Regions from separate parts of the Sus scrofa genome. Here region 1 is linked to region 2. A link is a contact called in public HiChIP or PLAC-seq data. All regions are on one chromosome and are shown on one strand. The core of a region is the stretch at or near the end of the contact, and the rest is flanking DNA. Distances in the headings are between cores, read along the strand shown.

Evidence for each region. HiChIP or PLAC-seq counts read pairs in DNA pulled down with a chosen protein or histone mark.
Region 1: an H3K27ac HiChIP or PLAC-seq map of alveolar macrophages shows a contact between it and region 2, with 7 times the contacts expected there. The contact joins the enhancer-like site here to the promoter of RNF169 in region 2. A contact is called at or near these places in 1 of 5 promoter capture datasets (fetal skeletal muscle), 5 of 47 Hi-C or Micro-C datasets (blood, embryonic fibroblasts, fetal skeletal muscle and 2 more) and 1 of 2 datasets of contacts at active chromatin or transcription factors (alveolar macrophages).

What each region holds. Positions count from the first base shown.
Region 1 is chr9:9,210,362-9,217,251 of Sscrofa11.1, forward strand. All of the region lies in intron 9 of XRRA1 (X-ray radiation resistance-associated protein 1), which reads right to left. Among named protein-coding and RNA genes, the nearest start is that of SPCS2, 67 kb to the right of the region's middle. Within about 2 kb of position 3,965, at least 5 of the 83 cell types and tissues checked have an H3K27ac peak or open chromatin away from gene starts, as enhancers often do. A contact at or near this core is called in alveolar macrophages, where this site is marked.
Region 2 is chr9:9,064,640-9,071,144 of Sscrofa11.1, forward strand. It overlaps RNF169 (E3 ubiquitin-protein ligase RNF169), which reads left to right and starts at 5,137. Exons shown (of 8, transcript XM_021062509.1): 1 at 5,137-5,678. The coding sequence starts at 5,177.

The sequences.
Region 1 (6,890 bases), core at 2,715-5,214, 140 kb after region 2:
AGAAACCCGAACCTCATTCTAAGGCTCAGACTGGGGATTCTTCAAGAGAGAGACCCACCATCGAGCATTTCCTAAGAGTTGAGGAAAATTAACACGATGAAGGTTATAAAATATAAAGAACTAGCATCTGAAAAAAAGCAACAGAGTTTACTAAAGAATACAAACTTTAAAGAGACTAATTAATGTCCTCTAAGGAATTCAAAAGGCTATTTCATTCGTTTAAAAAGTATGTTAGTATGGAAGAGAAACTTAATAATTCTGTAATTTCAAAGGATGATAAAATAAGAGACTTCATAAATGTGTTGTGGAGAAGAACAGGCCCTTGTGAAAAACTAATTTAAAACAGAGAATGGAAATGGGAAAGTAAAAAAAAAATGTTCCAAGAGGAAAGAAACCATCTGGAAGAACTCTTAAAACACCTAACGGTACCAACGAAAAAAGGAACGGTAAATATACATGCATCTTAGTCAAATTTTCAAAGGATAAAAGGGAAATATTAAGAGATTCCAGGGATCAAAAATAGGTTTCCTAGGAGTTCCCGTCATGGCTCAGTGGTTAACGAATCTGACTAGGAACCATAAGGTTGCGCGTTCGGTCCCTGGCCTTGCTCAGTGGGTTAAGGATCTGGTGTTGCTGTGGCTGTGGTGTAGGTGGCAGACGCGTCTCGGATCTCTCGTTGCTGTGGCTGTGGCATAGGCCAGCAGCTGTAGCTCCAAATGGACCCCTAGCCTGGGAACCTCCATATACCACAGGTGTGGCCCTAAAAAGCAAAAAAAAAAAAAAAAAAAAAAAAGCCAATAGGTCAACGAAGAAATTAAAAAATACCTTGAGACAAACAAAAATGAAAACACACCACCATACAAAATCTACTGGATGGCACAAAAGCAGTTCTTAGAATGAAGTTCATAGCGATATGCCTTCCTCAAATAAACAACCTAACCTACCACCTAAAATAATTAGAAAAAGAGGAATAAAACCTCGGTGAGAGTTCACAGCAGAAGGAAGGAAATCATAAAGATCAGAGAGGAGAGGGGTTCCTGTCACAGTGCAGCAGAAATGAATCCGACTAGGAACCATGAGGTTGCGTGTTCGATCCCTGGCCTCGCTCAGTGGGTTAAGGATCTGGTGTTGCCGTGAGCTGTGGTGTAGGTCAAAGACACGGCTGGGATCCAGTGTTGCTGTGGCTGTGGCAGAAGCCCCAACTGCAGTGCTAATTCAATCCCTGGCCCAGGAACTTCCGTATGCTACATATGCAGCTGCAAAAAGAAGAAACAGTTAATCTGAATAGACCGATCAAAAGAAAAAAAAAAAAGAGAGAGAGAAAAAGAAAGAAATGGTTAATTTGAATAGATCGATCACTGGTGATCACTGGTAATGAAACTGATCATGTAATTTAAAAAAAAAACTCCCTACAGACAAAAGCCCAGGACCAGACAGCTTCACAGGCTAATTCAACCAAACATACAAAGAAGAAATTATATCCATCCTGCTTAAACTTTTCCAAAAGATTGAAGAAGGGAACTCTCCTCATGGGTGAACAAGAGGGAGAGGCTCAGATGGAACAAAATGAGAAACTTCGCTGACAATTCTCCAGAGCAGCTCACAGGATGGGCACAGCCTGACCACCAAAGGATGGCCATTTTCACAATCCATTCACGGCCACCAGCCCAGATTTCCAGATGCCAAATCCCACGCAAGCCTGATTCTGGAAAACGGCCTGCCCCGAAATCAAGCCAGGGGTTCCTGGGTCCGGAGTTCAGCCTCTGGAGCGTCCAAAGGCTGTCAGACTCCAGAAGGTCTGTCAGAGTGTTTAGACTCTGGGCTAACAAGTCTGAAAGGGACCCGTAGAGGTGACAGCAGAAATGTGTCCCCTCCATCAAGCAAGACACATTGGACCGAAGGGTCAGAGGCAGCCTGTACCTGACCCCTCCTCACTGGGCACGTCTTTGGGGTTCCACCATTCTAACCCCACCTCCAAGTCGGCAAGCGCCAACGCAGACCGGCCAATGGGCTCTGCCAGCACTGTGTCGCCCTCTAGAGGCTGTTTCCTCTAAGCACAACTCAGAGCCCTTCCATCTGACTCACTGACTGGGGCTCAACATGATCTGAGCACCTGACAGCCGGATTTGACTTACCCTCTTCCACTAAACACAATCACTTACAAATGGGGCTATGTCTCTTCCAAAGGCTCCCCAAAACTTAATCCTCCATATCCAACATCACCACTTTAAGTCAATCAGCTGCACCCACTAGAAGAAAACCTTTTTTGTAATTATTATTATTTACATGTATACATTCTTTTTTCTCACATTACATGTTCCATCAGAGTTCCCAGTGCTATATGGCAGAAAACCTTTCTAAATTAATAAGCACCCCCTTACTTTACATGAACTGGGTTTAGCTGAGGTTCTTCCCTCAGGGGTGAAGGACAGATAGGAGATGCTCAGGTGGGAGGGGGATCAGTATTTAAGGGGAGAACTCTCCAGAGATAGTTCTGAGGGATGGGGCCTGCTTGTGCACCAAAGGGCCTTAGCTTTTGCACAGCACCAGCCCAGCTTTCCAGATGACTAAATCCACACAAGCCAGATTCTGGAAAAGTGCCTGCCACATACTCAGGATGGGTATATCCAGATGCAGACTTCTGCCTTTGAAGTATCAAATGGCAGGCAGACCTCAGACAGCCTATCAAACTGGCCACTGGTCTGCCCAACCAGTGGAAGTAACCCCCAGATGTGAAGGCAAAACTATGTCCCCTCCATCAGGTAAGGCCATTATTATTATTATTATTATTATTTTTGCTTTTCAGGGCTGCACCTGCGGCATATGGAGGTTCCCAGGCTAGGGGTCTAATTGGAGCTACAGCTGCCGGCCTGTGCCAGAGCCACAGCAACGGAGGATCCTTAACTCACTGAGTGAGGCCAGGGATGGAACCTGCAACCTCATGGTTCCTAGTTGGATTCATTTCCGCTGAGCCATGATGGGAATTCCAGGTGAGGCCATTTGAACCTACAGTTAGTGTTGGCCTATAACCAGCCCCTTCTTGCTGGGATCCTTGGGGTTCCACCATTTCCCTCTTGAACCCCATCTCTGAGCTTGGACTGACCCACAGAGCAGCTGCTGGGCTCAACCTGTGCTCGGGTGCCCTCTAGTGGCCATTCTAATTGCAACTCAGAACCCTTCCTATTCCCCTGAGCAAATACTGTGGCTGAATTTGACTTGAGCACCTGGCAGCCTGATTTCCTTTTTCCTCTCCCTCTGAGCACAAGTGTGTGCCTTATTGAGGGGTGTAGTTCTCTCTCAAAGACTCCCAGGGCACTCAGTCCTTCTTATCTAACACCACTACTTTAAGTCAATCAGCCAAACCCTCTTCAAGTCAGCTAAGTGGCTTTAAATTACTCGGGCCCCCTCGTCACTTTCTTGACCTTGTTTTAGCTAAATTACTTCCCTTAGGCGTGAAGAACAGAAAAGAGAGGCTCAGATGAACACAAATAAGGAACTTGGCGGGAAAGGCTCCAGAGAGAGTTCACAGGGAAGGAAGCCGTGTGCCATCAAAGAACTTCCACTTTCACACATTCTCTATTCAAATCTGTAGTCCCGAGTTCCAGAGGCCAAACCCCCACAAGCATGATTATGGAAGACTGAATTCAAGCCAGGTATTCACGGGTTCAGAGTCATGCTTCTGGAAAATCAAAAGGCTATCAGACCCCAGGCAGCCTATCAATGTGTCCAGCTACTGGGCTATTCTCCCAGTCTGGAAGTGACCCACAGATGGGAATGCAGAACCGTGTTCCCTCCATCAGGCGCGGACATTTGAACCTGAGAGTCAGAGGCAGCCTGCAACCAATCAGACCTCAGGGCGCACTACCTTGGGGATCTCGCATTCCCATCTCCAACCACATCTCCGAGCTTGGAAAGGCCAACACGGAGCCCCGTTTGGGCTCAACCTACGCTCTGGCGCCCTCTAGCGGCCCTTCCCTCTAACAACCACTCAGAAGCCTTCCTTCCTAGGACCTGATCCTACACTGTGGTTGAGTCTGACTCAAGGGAACCTGATTCCTTTTTCCTCTCCCTCCGAGCACATGCAACTGCTTTACCGAAAGGTGGTATTTATTTCTCAAAGTCTCCCAGTAAACTCAGTCCTACATATTCAATACCAATATTGTAAGTCTATCAGCTGAACCCATTACGAGTCATGAAAAGTCTTTAATCAGCTCTTCATTTATGTACGTGAACTTGATCTAGCTTAAGTTCATTCCTCAGGGGTGAAGGACAGACGATATAGGCACAGATGAAAGAAATAAAAGATTTGGAGGGAGCGCTCTTCAATCCTTCAACTTTTTTTTTTTCTTTTTAGGGCCTCACCCTGAGCATATGGAAGTTCCTAGGCTAGGGGTCGAATCAGAGCAGCAGCTGTGGGCCTATGCCCACAGTTACAGCAACGCAGGATCCAATTTGCGTCTGCAACCTACACCACAGCTCACGGCAACGCTGGATCCTTAACCCACTGAGCGAGGCCAGGGATGGAGCCTGTGTCCTCATGGATCCTAGTTGGGTTCGTCACTGCTGAGCCACGACAGGAACTCCTCAACCCCACTTCTTTAACTCAATAAGCCAAAGCCACTTCATGTCAGGTAACAGGCTTTAATCGGCCCCCTCTTTATTTTCTTGAGCTTGTTTCACCCAAGGTAATTCCCTCAGGTAAACAACAGGTACCACAGGCTCAGATGGAACAAGAATAAGGAAATTCTTCTTCCTTAATAAGAAAATCTCTCCAGAGATAGTTCCCAGGGATGTGCACAGCCTGACCACCGAAGGACTACCAATTTATACGATTCATTCATGACCACCGCCCAGATTTTCGGATGCCAAACCCCACACAAGCCTGACTCTGGAATCTTGCATGCGGAAATCTCAAGTCAGGTACTTCTCGGTCCAGATTTGCTCATCTGAAGAACGGAAAGAAAGGCTATCAGACCCCAGACAGCCCATCAAAGTGTCTGGCCCTTGGGCTACGTGACCAGTGGGAAAGTGACCCGGGGGAGTGAGGTCAGAACTACTGTCCCCTCTATCAGGTGAGGCGATTGGGTCTGGAGAGTCAAAGGCAGCCCATGACCAACACGCCTCGCCGGGCACATCCTTGGGGCTCCGCCAGCCCACTCTGCGGCCCATCTCTGAGCCCGCAGAGCCGAGCGCAAACACAGAGCAGCAGGTGGGCTCTGCTGGCGCTCAGGTGCCCTTGGGCGGCCTTCCCTCTAACAGCTCAGAGCCCCTCCTCCTGACTCCCCGATCGTTCACTGGGTCTGACCTTGACCTGAGCACCTGACAGCCTGATCTCCTTTCTCCTCTCCCACTAAAGCAGAACCAGGTTCTTTGCCAAAGGGTTATTTCCCTCCCGGAGTTGGAAGGAAACTCAGTCCTCCATACACAACTCCACTATTTGAAGTCCCTCAGCCAAACCCAGTACAGCTGCTTAAGTCTTTCATCAGCCTGCCCCCGCCCGTCTTTATACACGAACTGGATTTAGCTCAGATTCTTCTCTCAGGGTGGGGAACGGAAGGGAGAGGCCGAGATGGAAAAATAAGGATCTGGGGTGAGGACCCACCATGGATGGTTCACGGGAATGAGCACGGTAGCCACCAAAGGACCACAGCCGTTACACACGCCATGCACCACCACAGCCCAGCTTTCCAGAGGCCACAACGCACACAAGCCTGATTCTGAAAAACAAGATGCCCAAGCCAGGGACATCCTCGTTCAGAGTTTTGCCTCTCGAGAATCAACTGGCAGTCAGACCTCAGCCTGCCAAACTGTCCGGCCAGTGGGCCACGTAGGCACACAGACCTGAAGGCAGAACTATGTCCCCACCATCAGGTGAGGCCAACTGAACCTGAAAGTCAGAGGGGCCTGGACACAACCCCTCCTCGCCGGGCACGTCCTTGTGGTTCTGTCATTCCAGTTATGAACCCCTCCTCTGAGCAGGGACGTGCCAACGGGTGCAGCAGTTGGGCTCAACCTGAGATCCAGCACTTTCTAGCTGCTGTTCCCTCTCACGACAACCAAGAACTCTTCCTCCCGACTCTCTTAACATACACTGGGGCTGAACTAGACTTGAGAATCTGGGAGCCTGAATCCTTCTTCCTCTCGCCCTGAGCACCTGCAACTGCCTCACAGAGGGTGTGTTTGTCTCCCAAAGTCCCCCAGGGCACTCAACCCTTCCTATCCAGTACCACTCCTGTAAGTCAACCCACTTCATGTCGATAGTCGGCTTTAAATTACTCAGCCCCCTTTTAATTTTCACGACTTGGCTTAGCAATGGCACTTCCCTTGGGACTGAACCACAGGATGGACAGGTTCAGACGGAACAAGAATAAGGAGGGTTGGGAAGAACTCTCCAGAGACTGTTCACAGGGATGGGCACAGCGAGCTCGCCGAAAGACACCATGTTCACCCAGTCTGTTCACGACCATCGGCCCAGAGGTCCAGACGCCAAACCAAACAGAAGCCCAGAGTTCCCGTCGTGGCGCAGTGGTTAACGAATCCGACTAGGAACCATGAGGTTGTGGGTTCGGTCCCTGCCCTTGCTCAGTGGGTTGATGATCCGGCGTTGCCGTGAGCTGTGGTGTAGGTTGCAGACACGGCTCGGATCCTGCATTGCTGTGGCTCTGGCGTAGGCCGGTGGCTACAGCTCCGATTCGACCCCTAGCCTGGGAACCTCCATATGCCGCGGGAGCGGCCCAAGAAATAGCAACAACAGCAACAACAACAACAGACAAAAAAAGACAAAAAGACAAAAAAAAAAAAAAAAAAAAAAAAAAAAAAAACAGAAGCCCGATTCTGAAAAACTGGATGCCCAAGATTCAAGTTAGTTAGAATCTGGGTCCAGAGTTCTG
Region 2 (6,505 bases), core at 3,887-6,386:
AGGCGATAATGTTGGTTCATTCCACAGCATCTGGAATGTGCTAAATACTGTACCTGAAGCTGGTCCCACCAAAGCTGGCTCAGCATCCATACCTGGCCTGCCTTTTTGTTCTCTGCTGATTTCTCAGCAGATCTGTGATCCTACCACATAGCAGGTGCTCACTAGATATTTGTTACATATGTGAATGTTGGGGGCACTGTACTTTCTCCAGTGAGATCTTGGTTCCATGGGGGGTGGAATGAAGTTCGCTTAGATTATTTTTTATTCCTCACTGATAATGATAGGATCGGGGGTATCCTTATAAAATATAGATCTGTATATGACCCTCCCTTGGTCCAAGTATTAAGCCTTCCAGTGGTCCCCCAATAGCCTGAATTTCTTTCTCTGTAAAACGGAGATGATAATATACTCAGCTCAGAGGGTTTCTTTAGGTTTAGATAAGACACATATATTATTGTTGGCCTGTGCCAAGCATGTGGAAGTTGCTCACTGAATTCTAGTTCCTTTTCTTCTCCAATTTTCTTTTCTCCTCCAAATAAATTATTTTTTTTCCTCCTGCACAGCATGGTGACCCAATTACACATACATGTATACATTCTTTTTTCTCCCATTGATGCTCCATCATAAGTGACTAGACACAATTCCCAGTGCTACACAGCAGGATCTCATTGCTTCTTCTCCAATTTTCTCAACTCACGTCCAACCCAATGTTCCAGCCACATCAAATTCCTTATCAGTCCCCCACAGCTCCTGAACTTTCATACATTTGTGCTTCTGCTCTTGTTTTCCCTCTGCCCAGAATGGCTTCCCTGTGTCTAACTGGTGACCTCGTCCTTATCCTCCAAAATTGAGCTCATGATGTGGGTGAGGAGGGCCGACGGGGTAGCAGTGGTGTAGACCGTGGCGTGCCAGTTAGGTACACACTACGAGAAGGATGGCGGGGAGTGTGGGCAGCGATGCAAACGGTCGGGAGTGGCAGAGCAAAGGCAGCAGGAGAGGACGTGCTGGAAGGTGTGGCTGACTGTGACCCATTCCAGGTGGCCTCCTCGATGACAGCATTTGAGTGTGTGCGTCCTCCTTCCCTTGCTGGGCTGTGGCACAGGAGGGGACTTAGAGAAAAAGCAACACTGGGGCGTCTTTTACACTGGGCTGTTGGACTAAGCTTCTCCGATTATTGCATAACTTAGGAAGCAGTCCTGACAAGCATTTTCAGGTGACACTTCAGAAGCAACAAATCAGGGAGTTGTCGTGGTGGCTCAGTGGTTAATGAATCTGACTAGGAACCATGAGGTTGCGGGTTTGATCCCTGGCCTTGCTCAGTGGGTTAAGGATCCAGCGTTGCTGTGAGCTGTGGTGTAGGTCTCAGACACAGCTCAGATCCCTCATTGCTGTGGCTCTGGCGTAGGCCGGTGGCTACAGTTCCGATTCAACCCCTGGCCTGGGAACCTCTGTATGCCGCTGGAGCGGCCCTAGGAAAGGCAAAAAGACAAAAACAAACAAACAAAAACAACAACAAATCAGTATCTCAGTCAGAGTACTTTGTTGCAGACAACAGAAATTGTGAGAAATGTAAGGGGGAAAAAAAAAGAGGAGTTCACTCAAAAGATGCAAAGAGTTGACAGGGAGGCTGGAGAGCGAGGTGGGGAAAATGGGTTGTAACCTAGGAAGGCCAGGCAGCAGGCATGACAGCTAAGTTCATGCCTCAGGAACAGTCTGGCACGGCGGCCATCCCCTCAACCCCAGCCCCCAAGGGACCCACCGTGATTGGACGCCTCCTCTCTCTGTTCCTGTGAATAATTCTTAACGTGTCAATATGTCCTTGTGTCATCTTCTGAAGATTCAAAGTTCAGAGAGGGGTGGCCAGGCGGCCGAGCCTAGGTCACATGTCATGTTCTGGCTGCTCCAGGGCACGGAGAAGCCTAGCTTCCTGGTTTGGCTTCCCTCATCTCAGCAATACTGTGTAGAATGAGGCATTCCCCTAAAGAGGAAGAAGTTTAGGACACCAGTGGTAAGCGAAATAATACATCCACCATGCCCCCATCTTTCAGCCTGCTTTCCCCAGCCAGTCACACTCTTTTGTAAGTTGTCGAGTGTTTTCGTTTCTTTGTTTTTGTTGCTTTGTTTTGTTTTTTTAGGGCTGCACCCGAGGCATATGGAAGTTCCCAGGCGAGGGGTTGAATCAGAGCTGCAGCTGCCGGCCTGCACCACAGCCACAGCCATGCAGGATCCAAGCCGCATCTTCAACCCCACACTACAGCTCCCGGCAACGCCAGATCCTTAACCCACTGAGTGGGACTAGGGGTCGAACCTGCAACCTCACGGATGCTAGTCAGATTCACTTCTGCTGAGCCACGCTGGGAACTCCGTAAGGTGTCCGTCGTGCTCATGATCTCAGGCTCCCAGGCTTGACACTTTAAAACCATCCTCATTGCCCTCCCTTTCTCACGTGTGAACAACTCTCCAAGTGTTTTAGATTTGCCCTGCCTTCTGCCAGAGCTCCTGCTTTAGTGAGATTACTTCAGCAACAGCATAAAGGAAAGAAGAGACTGGAAATGGGGAGTCAGACTTCTAGAATGTTAGAGCCAGAAAGGACTTTTGAATTTATTTATCGTAGTGGTCTTATCTAGACATATACATTAGAATTCCTATGGCATTATAAATATTTACATGCTTGCATCCCACCCTCAGTTTTGGGGCTCAGCAGATCTGAGAAGGGACTCTGACCTATGTCTGTATACGTGTGTGCATATGTGTGTGTGTGTCTCTCTCTGAGGTGCATTCCGGGTTGAGAACTGCTGAATCCCAATACCCTTGTTTTTGTTTTTTGTTTTTCTTTTTTTGTCTTTTTGCCTTTTTCTAGGGCCGCTCCCTCAGCACATGGAGGTTCCCAGGCTAGGGGTCAAATCAGAGCTGTAGCCGCCGGCCTACGCCAGAGCCATAGCAACGTGGGATCCGAGCCATGCCTTCGACCTACACCACAGCTCATGGCAATTCTGGATCCTTAACCCACTGAGCAAGGCCAGGGATTGAACCTGCAACCTCATGGTTCCTAGTCAGCTTCGTTCACCACCGCACCATGACGGGAACTCCCCAATACCCTTGTTTTACAGATAAGGTGACTGAGGTCCAGAGAGAATTTTTCTGTTTGAGATCATACGAGTTAGTGCGAGGGAGAAGGTGGCCACAGGTGATTCTCCATCTCCTGGGTTTTGGTCTGGTGCTACTCAGAACTCTTGCTTTCTCCCTCTGCACAAAGACATTTCCTCTCTTTGTGTGAAGGCTACATTTTGGTGGTTCTCCACCCGTAAAGAGACTTCAGACTAAGAGCCCCAGCTTGTCAAGAGTGAACAGCTCACCCCATGTCTGATGGTAATTGGCTTGATATCTGGACCACAGGCCTCCCCTGTCAAAATGTGGGCAAAGAGTCCTCAAGAACCTCAAGTGGGACGTGAAAGAAAGAGGATCCCTGGAGAAAGGACAGTCTGGCTGAGGCCATGCTTCTGTGTTTGGCAGGATGCTGATGGTCTGGGCCTCTGTGCACACAAGCTCTTGCTTCAATTACTCATTGACCTTCTTCTGTTCTTGACCGTGCTGTAGCCATCTGGTTCTCATTTTGGGAATCCACGTCTTTTCTCTGCTCTCTGACTCCCACCAATCACTCTGCCTTGGACTGGTTTACTATCAGCTCAGGCACTGTTTCCAGGCAATCTCGTGGAAACCCAGGGTCTCTGATGCCTTCCATTACATGATGCTGGTTTTTTTTTTTTTTTTTTAATTTCTCTCTCCTTACAAAACTTGTGCATTCCCATAAAGATTCCCAACAGGAAATGCCATTTCTTTAATGCCTTCCTGCTCCAAATGTACTTTATTGAGGGGAAAAAAAAAAAAAAAGCAAAGAGTGGGAGAATTGCTGTAGCAAACCCATGTCTCTATCAGAGAGAAGCCATTGCTTCTCCCATACCCTCTGTGTCCCAAGAGCGGGCTGGCACCAAAGTCTGAGCACCTCACTCGGTGACTCAGCCAAGAAGGAATGGCATGGTCAGAGCTGTCCTTTAGGAAGCGACTCTGAGACCTCTGAAGGATGGATTGGAGGAAGAGTCTGTGGGCTGGGAGACAATTCATAGAAGCCGCTGCAATAATCTAGGTAAAAGATGATGACACGTGAATTGGGCAGTGGGAATGGGATGAAGAGGAGGGGAGGGGTGGGAAAAGGGTCATTTTGGTGGGAGAACTGGCAGGACTAGGAAACCGACAGATGTGGGGGATGAGGCAGAAGTAAAGATTACCAGGTTTGGCGCTTGAGGAAGTGGGAAAATAGTGCCTTGAATAGAATGAGGGAAATAAGAAGAGCTGTTTGGAAAGGAGGGTGGGAGACAGTGACTTGAGCACGTGAGGGATGCAGGCATCCAAGATGATGTTTCCCTCAGGCAGTTGACTATGCAGGGCTGGGCTGCAGATACCCATTCAGGAGTTTCAGCTGGAAGAAAACGGGGGTACGGAGGGGGCGGGGGCCGTGGGGATGGGCACTGCACGGAAAGGAGTAAGGAGAGGACTGAGGCCAGAGCCTCGAGTAATACCCACACTGAAGCCGAGAACAAGGGAGAGGGCTCAAGAGCGGAATCGAAGAGCTGAGACGGTGGGGGTAAAACCAGGAAAGTGTGGTTTCGCAAACCAAGGGAGGGAAGTTTCAGGAAGGGATGTGGAGAGAGAGGGTATGCAGAGATGAGGACTGACAAGAAGCTGTTATTTTTGGCAGTTAGTTGCTGGTCCCAACAGCTACCGCCCATCAAATGAAGCACGGAGGCAGGGTTCTGGATAATTCACATAATCCCCACTCACGTCAGCCCGTTATCAGAGTATTGCAGGGTAAACAAGTGTCATTGCTTCAGAAGGTTTAATGTTGTTCAGCGTTTACACATAAATTCCTCAGTTCTCAACTTATTTTGGTTCAATAAGAGGAAATTGCCAAAGACTGGAAAGCGAGGCTGAAGACAGGAGAGAGGAAGGATAACTAATAAATATTAACGCGACTTCACCTCCCGCCAACCCGGTCCCGGGCGGGCCTCCTCTGGAGCCCCGCCCCTCATGAATATGTATATGGCGCTGCCCGCCGCGCACGGCCCCGCCCTCTACTCTTCTCCCTCGCAACGGACTCTGCCTTCAAACGGGAAACAAGATGGCGGCGGCAGGTCCGAGTACTCGGGCCTCTTCCGCGGCGGCAGCGGCCGCTCTGAGTCGGCGGGGTCGGCGGGGCCGCTGTGACGAGATGGCGGCAGCCAAGACAGGAACCCCAGGCCCGGCCTCCGGCCCCGCGCTGCTGGTGCTGCCGCCGCCGTTGCTGCAGCCGCCGCTACCGCCGCGGCCGGAGGAGTCGGGCTGCGCCGGGTGCCTGGAGACCTCGGGGGAAGCGGCGGCTCTGCCCTGCGGCCACTCGCTGTGCCGAGGCTGCGCCCAGCGCGCCGCCGACGCGGCGGGCCCCGGCTGCCCGCGCTGCCGCGCCCGCGGCCCGGGCTGGGCCTGCCGTCGGGCCCGCGACGACGAGCAGGCCGACGCCGAGGTGCTGGGCGAGCGCGCCCGCCGCGGCCCACCGGAGCGCTGCCGCCCGCGTCGGGACGGGGGCGCGGCCGTCGCGGGGCCCAGGCCGGAGCAGGAGCCGCGCGCCGCGCCCGCGGAGCCAGGTGGAGCCTCCCCTCCTCCCCTTGGGGTCCGGAGCGAGGCCGCGGCGCCCCGGCCCGGCCTGGTTAGCGGGTGGCGGGTCCCAGGCCCTGCTCGAGCGGGCGTGGAGAGGTCTCGAGGGGTTGCAACCGGGCGCTGCCCAGGTGCGGTCTGTTTGGATGAATTTTGAACTTCGCAGCGAAGTACGGGCAGGATTTGGAGGGGCGGTGAGGGGATCCCGCGCTTTACGTAAGTCGGAAGTTTGGAGGGAACCGGAGCCTTCTTGGAACAAGTTAGGGCCAGGTTGGATTTGGCGAGTGGAACGGGGTACCGAACTTGGCAGGGGCCGTGGAGAATCAGAGAAATGCTTGCTTGGTTTAGTGTTTGGTGAGGAGCTTGGCGTGGCATTGCTTGTAAGGATGCGACTCCTGATCCTGAATGGGTCAGTGAGAAGTGTGGAGTGTCCGGAGTTTAGGGGACCGGTCGATTTTGAGGATGTGAAGGGAGCTTTTCAGACTCGAGGGGAGAGTGGGTTGCGAGAATGAGCTCACATGTGCAGTTTGCACAGAATCTTGAAAAATGCATGCTTAGCACAGAGCCTGGCACCGAGCAGAAACGATACATGATGGCATTTATAATAACACTAATAATCTCTAGTAGAGCTCTTCAAGAAAAAGGTGGTTGGGGGTTAAAAGTTTTGCAAATGGAGGTTGGTTGGCGGGGGCTGTCTCCATGGCAGCGTAGGTTTCCGGTTATTATCCTGGCAATTCAAAGTTTGTAGTAGGACTGTTGCTTTCGACTTCTTTGCCTTTCTTGCCCCACCCCCGCCAGCAGCCTGCCACTCTTCGGT